Regions from separate parts of the Mus musculus genome. Here region 2 is linked to region 1. The links are chromatin contacts, called in public capture Hi-C maps. All regions are on one chromosome and are shown on one strand. The core of a region is the stretch at or near the end of the contact, and the rest is flanking DNA. Distances in the headings are between cores, read along the strand shown. Region 1 overlaps Frmd4b (FERM domain containing 4B). Region 2 overlaps Mitf (melanogenesis associated transcription factor).

Region 1 (4,628 bases), core at 322-2,821:
CACACACACACACACACACACACACACACACACACACACACACACAGGGGTGCTGTAGGGAAATCAGAAATCAGCTTGGAAAACATCATGGTCCAAGCCTCAACTGATTGGACTTTGTGGCCCTGGAGGAGAGAAGCAGCCACCGGATCTGAAACCTGACTGTCTGGGACAAGCATCTCTTCCATACATACTGTCTTCTGTTCTTCATTGATGGCAATCGACAACCACGTGGAGTGCTCATTTCTTAAGTTTTCGTTCATGACAAGGACTATGACATTGGTTCTTCACAAGGTGCCAGGCACCAGAGCTGGTATTATGGGTGTTCAGATTAGCATTGTGGTTGCACAGGATCCCAGACTCATTAGGACCTCATGCTTGATGTGTTTCTTCTTTACCACGGCTCTTTTCCCCCCTTTGAGATAGTTTCTCTGTGTAGCTCTGGCTATCCTGGACTTCACTCTGTAGACCAGGCTGAACTTGAACTTAGAGATCTGACTGTCTCTGCTTCCTAAGTGCTGGAATCAAAGGCATGCTCCACTACCACCCAGCCATTATACTTCTTCTTCTTCTTCTTCTTTTTTTTCCATTACACTTCTTAATACTATTGTTATTATTTTGTGTTGATTGGGCTCAAACTAAGGGCTGTGTGTTGGCTGGGCAAATGTTCTACTTGTCAAGTACATCTCCAGCCCTTGTATTTTTGAGACAGAGTCTCAAACGTCTTGTCTTGAACACGTGACCCTCCCTCCCTCTGCCTCCCAAATATGGGAGTTACAGGTCCTGCCATGCTTGACTCTTGTTGAATAAGGAGTTGTGTGTTTTCCTTTTGCATAGGGACTCTCTGCCTGGCATTGTGCTGAGCAGGAGAGGCAAGGACTATGACCACAAGTCATGATAAAAATGAGGGCCAAGGACCCTGCCCAAGGCAGCTGCTTGCAGGGACGTGGGCTGAGCATAAAGCGTGTCTACTATGCTCAGGGCTACGCAGTATGGCACCTGGGAAGCTCTCAGCAGCTACTGAATGAAAAAGAACTTCTGTTTAAAAAGGAAAATCACCAACTACAGAAAATGAATTCATAAGTTCCTAAAACTGGGGCTGATAACACTGAAAGTTTATTTAAGGTCTCCCTGCGATCACATGCTACAACCGTTGGACTGGACAGTACGCCGTGTCCAGGAAAAACAGCTCCGATGGAAAAATCTGTTACTCATGTTCTCCTCCAGGCAGAAAAAGAGGGAACTTTCTTGCACAGGGCGGGTTCTTGCTTTCTTAACCACAAATGGAAAAGCCGAGGTGAAAAGCTTGGGGGAGAGCGGCAGGCATCCGGGCTTCTCAGGACTGTCTTACAGCAAGAGGCCAAAGGCACGTGCGGCACTGGACACAAACTGTAAAATCTAATAACTTCCTCATGTTTGGAAAAATAAAGACAAAGAGGCCTTTGAACACCGTGTTTGAAGTCCACTTCACACACAGGGACAGAGACCCAGAGCACTCAGTGCTAGGAGCCTCCCAGCTGGGGGTAAGAAAACGGACTCTGCACCCAGGGTCCGGATTCCCAAGCAGGGACTTTCACAGAGGTTGCACAGACAATGCGAAGAAAGTGGCATGACCTTCCACGCAGCCTTCAATCTCACTTCCTTCCTGGCTTTCTGCAGAATCTGATTTTTTTTGTTCTGTTTCGGTTTCCCCTTTCTCTGCCCATTTGCAGTGCTTTGAAAAAAAAAAACTATCCCCTCCTCTTTCTCCTACCCCTCCTCCTCTCCCCTCTCCTCCTCCTCTTCCTCCTCTACTTCTGACACAGGGGTCTTCTCTATATAGCCAGGCTAGCCTTAAGTTAGAGTTACTCCTATCTAAAATGATTTTTTTTTAACGAAGGAAGACTTTATTTAGGGTACACACAGTGGCTGAACTGGCATCACTCACTGTATCCGTTTCTGCACACACCTTTTAATCTGGCCACTCTTGAGACATCTAAATCAGTAGTTCTCAAATCTGTGGCTCTCGACCCCCGCAGGGTCATATAGCAGATATCCTGCCTATCAGATGCTTACAGTACGCTTCATAGGGCAAAATTACAGTTATGAAGTAGCAATGAAATAATTCTATGGCGGGGGCGGGGGTCACCACAACATGAGAAACTGTGTTAAAGGGTCACAGCATTAGAAAGGTTAAGAGCCACTCTCTTTATTATTCCCTCCTTTCTGTCCTCTGGGTCATTGTAAACCAAATCTACAACTCTGGGTAATTTTGTCTGTAAAGATTTCAATATAAAAGATCATGACATTGTTTTTAAATATAAACCCAGATAACTAAAAGAAAAAAAATCTCACTATCTTCACATATCTGTTAAGAGTTCAGATTTCCAATTGATTGATAATGTTCCTTATTTGCTTATTTTTGGGTCAAGGTCTCACTATGTAGTACAACTTGGCCTCAAACTCATGACTACCCTGCCCCAGCCTCTGGAGTACTAGGATTATAAATGTATTTGACTGCATCTGTTTCCAATTCTTTCCCTCTCCTTCTCGCCTTACATCTCCGTCTCCCTCTTCTTCTCTGTCTGAGTCAGGGTCTCTCTATCTCTCTATATAAGCCCTAGCTATTCTGGAACTATCTATGTAGAAACACTGGCTTTGACCTCACAGAGATCTGTCTGTCTTTGCCTACAGAATGTGCTGGGATTAAGGGTGTATACTACCATGGGTGGCCTCACTCCTCCCCAAACCCACTTTGTTGGACATAATATCCAAAAACAGAAACCATAGTTTGACACAGGCCCACATTTCTCTTAGATTTTAGGTAATCTATAGGTACCCCCATTGTTATTTATTTACTGAAGATGTGGAGCTGTTTAGCCCATCAATTCTCAGACCACCCAGCTTGCTGACTGTGTTTCTAAGGCATCTACTGTGGTTCCTGAAGGCCTTGGCTTCTGGCTGGATCCTTTAATCAGGATTGTCTCTTAGATCCTATAGCCTGTGTGTTCTTGCATTGGAAGGATGTTTGTTCTATTATGGTACAAAACCAATATTCATGACCAAGGTCATTTATTCAATCAAGGACATCAACATGACAATTTTCTAATCCTGCTAGCCCTATTTAGTAGAGTACCTCAGTATGAACAGCTCTGCCCTTAATTGCAAATGGGTGATGCTCTGTTCAATGTTGCTGAATGACTGGTCAGCTAGGAGCATCCCTACATATTAAATCCATGGTATAAACAGCTACGAAGATAGAGAACACATCTAGAAAATTACCTCTGACAATTTTACAGACATGCTTCAGATTTAGACCAACAGAGATTGTTTCCCTTTATTCTAGAATTTGATATAATTTGATTTAGAGATGGGTTCTTTTTAGTATGGCTTCACATCCTGAACAAAGTGTGTGTGCGTGCATGCACTCAGACATACATACGTATGTTTACTTTTCTTCAATAAATATGCAAGAGCTGAGCAAACAGATAATAGGACAACCATGCCTTAAATTTTTTATGAAAACTCCAAATAGTCCCCTCTGACAACTGTCTTATCTATTATCTCACTCTCTTGCCAGATAATAAAGGACAGTCTAGCTGTCCCTTAGTCTCACCAGAACTTGGTGTTCTATGTCTCCTCCTCTTTCCCTTCCCTTCTTCCTTCTCTCTTCTCTGTCCTTTTGACAGTTTCCTGAGACTAGCCTTACTCTGTAGCTTAGGATGGCTCTTGGAACTAACTATGTAGCCTAGGCTGCTCTCAAACTTGTGATCCTCCTGCTTCAACTTTCCCCTCAGTGTTGAGATTACATGCCTGCCTGTCCACTCTTAGGTAGGCTCACTCTTACTATTCCTCTCCTTTCCTTTCCTCTCCTCTCCTCTCCTCTCCTCTCCTCTCCTCTCCTCTCCTCTCCTCTCCTCTCCTCTCCTCTCCTCTCCTCTCCTCTCCTCTCCTCTCCTCTCCTCTCTCTCCTCCTCTTCCTCCCTCCCTCCCTCCCTCCCTCCCTCCCTCCCTCCCTCCCTCTTTTCCTCCCTCCCTCCCTCCCTCCCTCTTTTCCTCCCTCCCTCTTTTCCTCCCTCCCTCCCTCCCTCCCTCCCTCCCTCCTCCTTCCCTCCCTCCCTCCCTCTTCCATGTGTGCAAATGTGATGTGATGTGTGTGTGTATGTGTGTTTGTGTGTGTGTGTAGAGTTTAAAGGATAGTCTTCTGGAGACAATTCCCTCCTTTTACCACTTGTCCTCTAGGGATTGAACCCTCATGGCCAAGTCTGGGCAGCAAGCACCTTTACCAACAGAGCCATCTCATCATCTAGGTTCTCAGAAAAATAGTCATATAAGATAGTGCAGCAGCACAGACTACACTACTGGGTGACTATTTTCAAGAATATAAGTTGAAATGGTAACTGAAGATTAGGAAGAATAAATACTTACATACACTTTCATATACACCAGACCCTGTCCCCATCTCCATGTAATATAAATTTTGTAGTCTGAAGTTAGAACTATTACTAAAAATGAGAAATTGAGACAAAAACATTTTGTTTGTTTGTTTGTTTGTTTGTTTTTTGAGATAGGATTTCTGTGTAACCCTGGCTATCCTGTGAATCACTCTATAGACCAGGCTGGCCTCAGACTCAGGGATCTGCTTGTCTCTG
Region 2 (4,757 bases), core at 368-2,867, 360 kb after region 1:
TAATTTGAGAGGTTGGCCACTGACGGCAGTGTCCCGGACAGTCAGACTGCAGACTTTTTGGAACCACACCTTGCATCATTCATCCTAGCATGGTAATTTCCCCTCGTCATCCCACTAATAATGTTTTGCCTAGGTGAATGCTGCTGGGTGAGCAAGTGGCGAATGACAGGAGCTTGGAATGCAGCCCCAGTGATGCAGATTACAGGTAGAAGCTTTGCTTTTGTTGAGTTGGAAGTGAATGAGAGATGGCTGATTGGGTTTGCTTGGTCATCATAGCAAAGTCACCGAAATACACAATTTAACAGAAACTGTGATTTTTTTTTTTTTTGGGTGTGGGGGCGTGGCAAGGGGAGGCTCAGTGATACTCTATGGAGCTTCATTGACTTTGAAAACCCCTCTTTGTCTCTCTTGGTCCCCCACACCTGACATCATTCCAGTTAGTTTTCCCTGGTAGCCAGCATCCCTTCCCTGACACCTTTCTTCTACTGGACAATCACTTTTCACCTATGAACAATCTCTTTCCCCACATTCAGTCTCTCTCACATGGTCAGCCCTTAGAGTTGAACTTCATGATCAATGTCGTGTCCTTAGTTTCAGGGATGTGCTGACTAGTGAACCCTAAGTGGACCCCAAGATTTCCTTGGGTACTGCCATATCACTCATGTAGCTCTGGTAGAGAACTTTCTAGAGAGAATTACCCTCCTTCCTCAAGCAAACAAACAGGTGATTTTTTTTTAAATCAATAATCATTGATTTTCTTGGATCTGACAATATATCAACACTCCATAATTTTTACTGAAGGCATTCTGTGTCAGGGAATTGTTCATTCTGAAACAGCAATCCAAGAATAATTTAACATAGAGGTATGGGGTTTATGGGAATGTACCTGAACAGTGATTTATAATAAGTGTGCATCACTGAAGTATACCACACTTGGGGAGGGGCACCTCGGATGCACCGCCCCACTTTCTGATCTAGTAGTCCAGGATAGGGTTGGAGAAGTCATATTTCTAAACAAGCTTCTAATTGTTGCTCGGGTGAGGGCTTGGGGTAGAGGCCACACTTCGAAAACCATGAATAGGTGCTAGAGGGTAACCTTTCTAAATGAACTTGAAATAGAAAACTTGCAAAGATGTTGGTTATAAATAATGTATAATGACAGAGTTGGCCCCTGTCAGGTGATAGAACACTCATATTCATCATGTTTAAGTAGAAAAGGAAACTGTTGGTGACATGGCACAAAAGTCCAGGGGTATGGATGACAGGTCTACCCAAGAGTATGACTATCTGAGTGACTTGAAATTCACCTATCTTTACTCCCCTAAGGACTGGCTCAAATCTCAAAGTGAGGGTAGTTTCTTCTCAGCTCTGCGAGGGTGGAACTGGAAGCAGTCCGAAGTCACTTGACTGGGAGATTGGGTTGAGAAACAGGGTGATGGTGGTTTGGGGCACGTCCACATGACCGAATTGTTTTCCACAAAACTTCTGCTGAATAAAACGTGAAATACGACTTTCGGCCTGTTTTCCCATCTCTAATGAATTCCAGACAGTTTGTAGAGTGTGGGAGTTTCCAAAACAGAGAGGTGGAATGACTGGGCTCAGCCAGTGTCCTTTTTATGGCCACAAGACAGCCCTGACATAGCAGACGCTTGCTTCCTCTTTGTTCTAAGCCTCAGCACACTTCTCATTCCTCTGATTGGAGTGGGTGGGTGGGGGTGGGGCTATGAAGAAGGAAGGACAGGGCCAGTGTTGGGTCAGACAAATTAAGTTCCTAAGAAAGTTCCAGACTCAGGATTTACCAGAAATGCAACTTGTGCCTGGGTTTAATCTACTTAGACCCAAATGTTTTGGATTATGTGTTTTTGCTGTTGTTGCCCAATGAACTTCTCCAGAGAAAGAACCCTCATCTGCTCTGACCATAAAATGGTGAAGAGTTTTCACCACCACTTCAGGAAGTCTAAATTTAGGAGAAGGTAGACTTGAACTTAAATCTCACTTTTTCCACCCATTATCTGAGCACCCTGAGCATGGTACGACGGGGTGGGGGTGGGGGTGGGGAGCGCCAGCTTCAGTGCAGGACTGAGAGGAGCTAAGGAGTTGGCAACAACACAGCATGAAGCTTTTGTGTGAATTCACAGATTTGTAGGGTCTGGGGACATAGTTCAGCCAGTACATGCTTGCCCGCTTAAGTGTGAGGATCTGAGTTTGGTCTCCAGGACCCATGTAAAATAGTAGGGTGTGGTGGTGTGTGTTTATAACCAAGCCTTAGGAGATAGAGATAGGTGGATCCAGGGTTTTGCGTGCTAGAGGGCTCAGTCTGCTTAGTAAGCTGCAGGCCAATGAGGCCCCCCCACTCCACCCTAGAATAAGTGGATGGCAACCGAGGAACCACAGCCTGGCCTCCACATGCACTTGTACACATATTCCACCCCCCCCCCCACATGTATCTGTACACACATGAACCTTCTCACATACACATATAGAAATGTGAAGAAACATATGAGTGTAGTGGTCTGCCAAATCCTGGCTGTTAGTCCCTCCTGGTTCCCTTCACACATATCACCAATTAGGTTTTTAATTTGAAATGAATTTTCAGTTTTGACGCCACAATAAGGAGAGAATAACCAAGAACAGTCAAGAAGAGAAATAAGTCCATAGATAAGGCCCCCATACAATCTCCACGTTGTATAATCAGCATTGAGAGTTGAGCCAGGTCAAATAGTGGGGACTGGTGGGATGCCTCAGAGGGAGATATTTAAGGCTGGCACGAGCTATTTACATACAAGGCGTTGTTACCCTTTGTCGCCAGTGCAGTCTTTGTCTTTATCAACATGTTTCCTTTCATCATAATTACAGAGCATGACTGGGTGGAGAACGCACAAGAAGAGGCACTAATTGGAGTTGTGCAATATCATGGACGCTCAGTGCACTGCTGTTGTCTGTACAGGCTCCTGCGATTGCTAACTGTCCCTATCCAGTCTTGTCCATGTTGCCTTTCTGCTCTCTGGTCATACATGTTAACAGCATCATCTTTTTACATAGTAGTCATATTTATTCAATACCAGTCAGAAGACCTCATACCAAACATCAGGATCTTTTCATCTTCCTACATGCCTTAGGAGATTAGAAACTGAGTTTAAAATGTCTGTGTCCTATGCCAGTATGATTGCATTTCTTGGCCATCAAAATTGCTCTTTCTGAAAGTGGTGGATAACTAGTATTTAGAAAATAGAAAGGAGTTAACCTGGGTAGTAAGTATCTTTCTTAGGGGAACAGTTTCATTGCATCCTAGGTACATGTAAATGCCTTCATCAGGTAGTGGCCAGCCATGTTCCCAGGTACCAGGATGCTCATCTCCTTGATTTTGTGAAATAATAACATGACAACCAGAGAGAGATTACAACAGATTCAGGCACAGTGATGCACATCCATGATCCCAGAACTCTGGAGGTTGAGGCAGGAAAATCTTGCATTCTAGCCCATGTGGGCCACATAGCAAGACCCTATTTCAGAAAACCAAAGCAAATCAAGCAAAAACAGAACAGAAGAGTGGGTTGTAAGGCAGATATAACCGCTGCTGTTACCCTGCGCCAGTTATTGGCCATCCTTGCCCACTACAGCAGTCTGGGCTATCTGTGCTTCTACTGATGTCTTAGCAGTGAAAATTGAGGGCCGTACACTGAAAATTGCATGAAAATGGAAGAAATGGAAAATCATAGAAAGGTTCATCGGCAGGAGCTGTCGATGAGTACCTGAGTCACAACGGGATCTTCTATGGTTTAAACACACAGACTGTATGGATACTCTTCAGATGTGTATGGCTGTGCGCAGCAGGATTTTGAGCCCATCCTAGTCCTGAATGAATTGAAGAGTCTTTCACATCTCTTCCCTCAACTACCTGTTATTAAGTAGGAGCAGGAATAGATTTATCAAACATACACACACACACACACACACACACACACACACACACACAGAGTTTCTATCAGAATCCTGCTCTGCATCCTTAAATCCAGTGTTCTTTCAGGGTAGTTGCAGCCTTGCTGTGGCATTTCAACTAGTGCAATTTTGTTTCTTAGGGAAACATCTTAATTCTGAGTATTATAAGAATATAAGCAATGTAAGGTTTTTGGTTTTTTTTGTTTTTGTCTTTGTTTGTTTGTTTGTTTTTGTTTTCATGTTGTTGGAGCAAAGATGCACAGAGCCAGAGGCAGGTTCTTTGTGGTTAGAGTCAATGTGGTTGGAGAAGTCCTTGGCACAGGAGAGGTTGGAGCCTGAGGAAGGCTGTTTCCATCCATACTGTCTGATGGTTTTCTGAACCTGGACCTGAACCTGGAGAAGATGGGTGACTACATGGAGAGTTAGGGATACAGTTAGAAGGGAGGAACAGGCAGAAGTGATGGGAAAGTTGTTCTGGAAATTGTCAGGGTAGATTTCTTTCTTTACTTGGCATCTAGCTGGGTGGATGTTAAGAGATATGCCTGCTGCTCTGATTTTTCCGAGTCTTGGCTTTGGAGTTATTTGTAGCATCCTTGGTATATTTACTTTGCTCTTCTAGGTGAGGGTATATTTCCCAATTATTGAACCCACTGTGCATAAGGAAATGATGAGCAAGCCTGGGTGAAAACTGGTGTATTTGGCCAATGGATAAGTGGCTTGCTGGCTGATGATTCAATCAAGGATTGGAGGAGGTCTTTGTAGAAGAAATGAGCCTGCTTGGTGGTTATACCATCTACTCTAGAAATAAAATCACTTCA

Evidence for each region. Capture Hi-C pulls out chosen DNA fragments and counts their contacts.
Region 2: a capture Hi-C map of bone marrow-derived macrophages shows a contact between it and region 1, with 6 times the contacts expected there. The contact joins two enhancer-like sites. A contact is called at or near these places in 2 of 115 datasets of contacts at active chromatin or transcription factors (bone marrow-derived dendritic cells and bone marrow-derived macrophages) and 1 of 9 other capture datasets (bone marrow-derived macrophages).

What each region holds. Positions count from the first base shown.
Region 1 is chr6:97,462,775-97,467,402 of GRCm38.p6, forward strand. The region is part of intron 1 of Frmd4b (FERM domain containing 4B); the gene reads right to left. Among named protein-coding and RNA genes, the nearest start is that of Frmd4b, 23 kb to the right of the region's middle. Within about 2 kb of position 1,572, at least 108 of the 459 cell types and tissues checked have an H3K27ac peak or open chromatin away from gene starts, as enhancers often do. A contact at or near this core is called in bone marrow-derived dendritic cells and bone marrow-derived macrophages, where this site is marked.
Region 2 is chr6:97,819,169-97,823,925 of GRCm38.p6, forward strand. All of the region lies in intron 1 of Mitf (melanogenesis associated transcription factor), which reads left to right. Among named protein-coding and RNA genes, the nearest start is that of Mitf, 14 kb to the left of the region's middle. Within about 2 kb of position 1,618, at least 99 of the 459 cell types and tissues checked have an H3K27ac peak or open chromatin away from gene starts, as enhancers often do. A contact at or near this core is called in bone marrow-derived dendritic cells and bone marrow-derived macrophages, where this site is marked.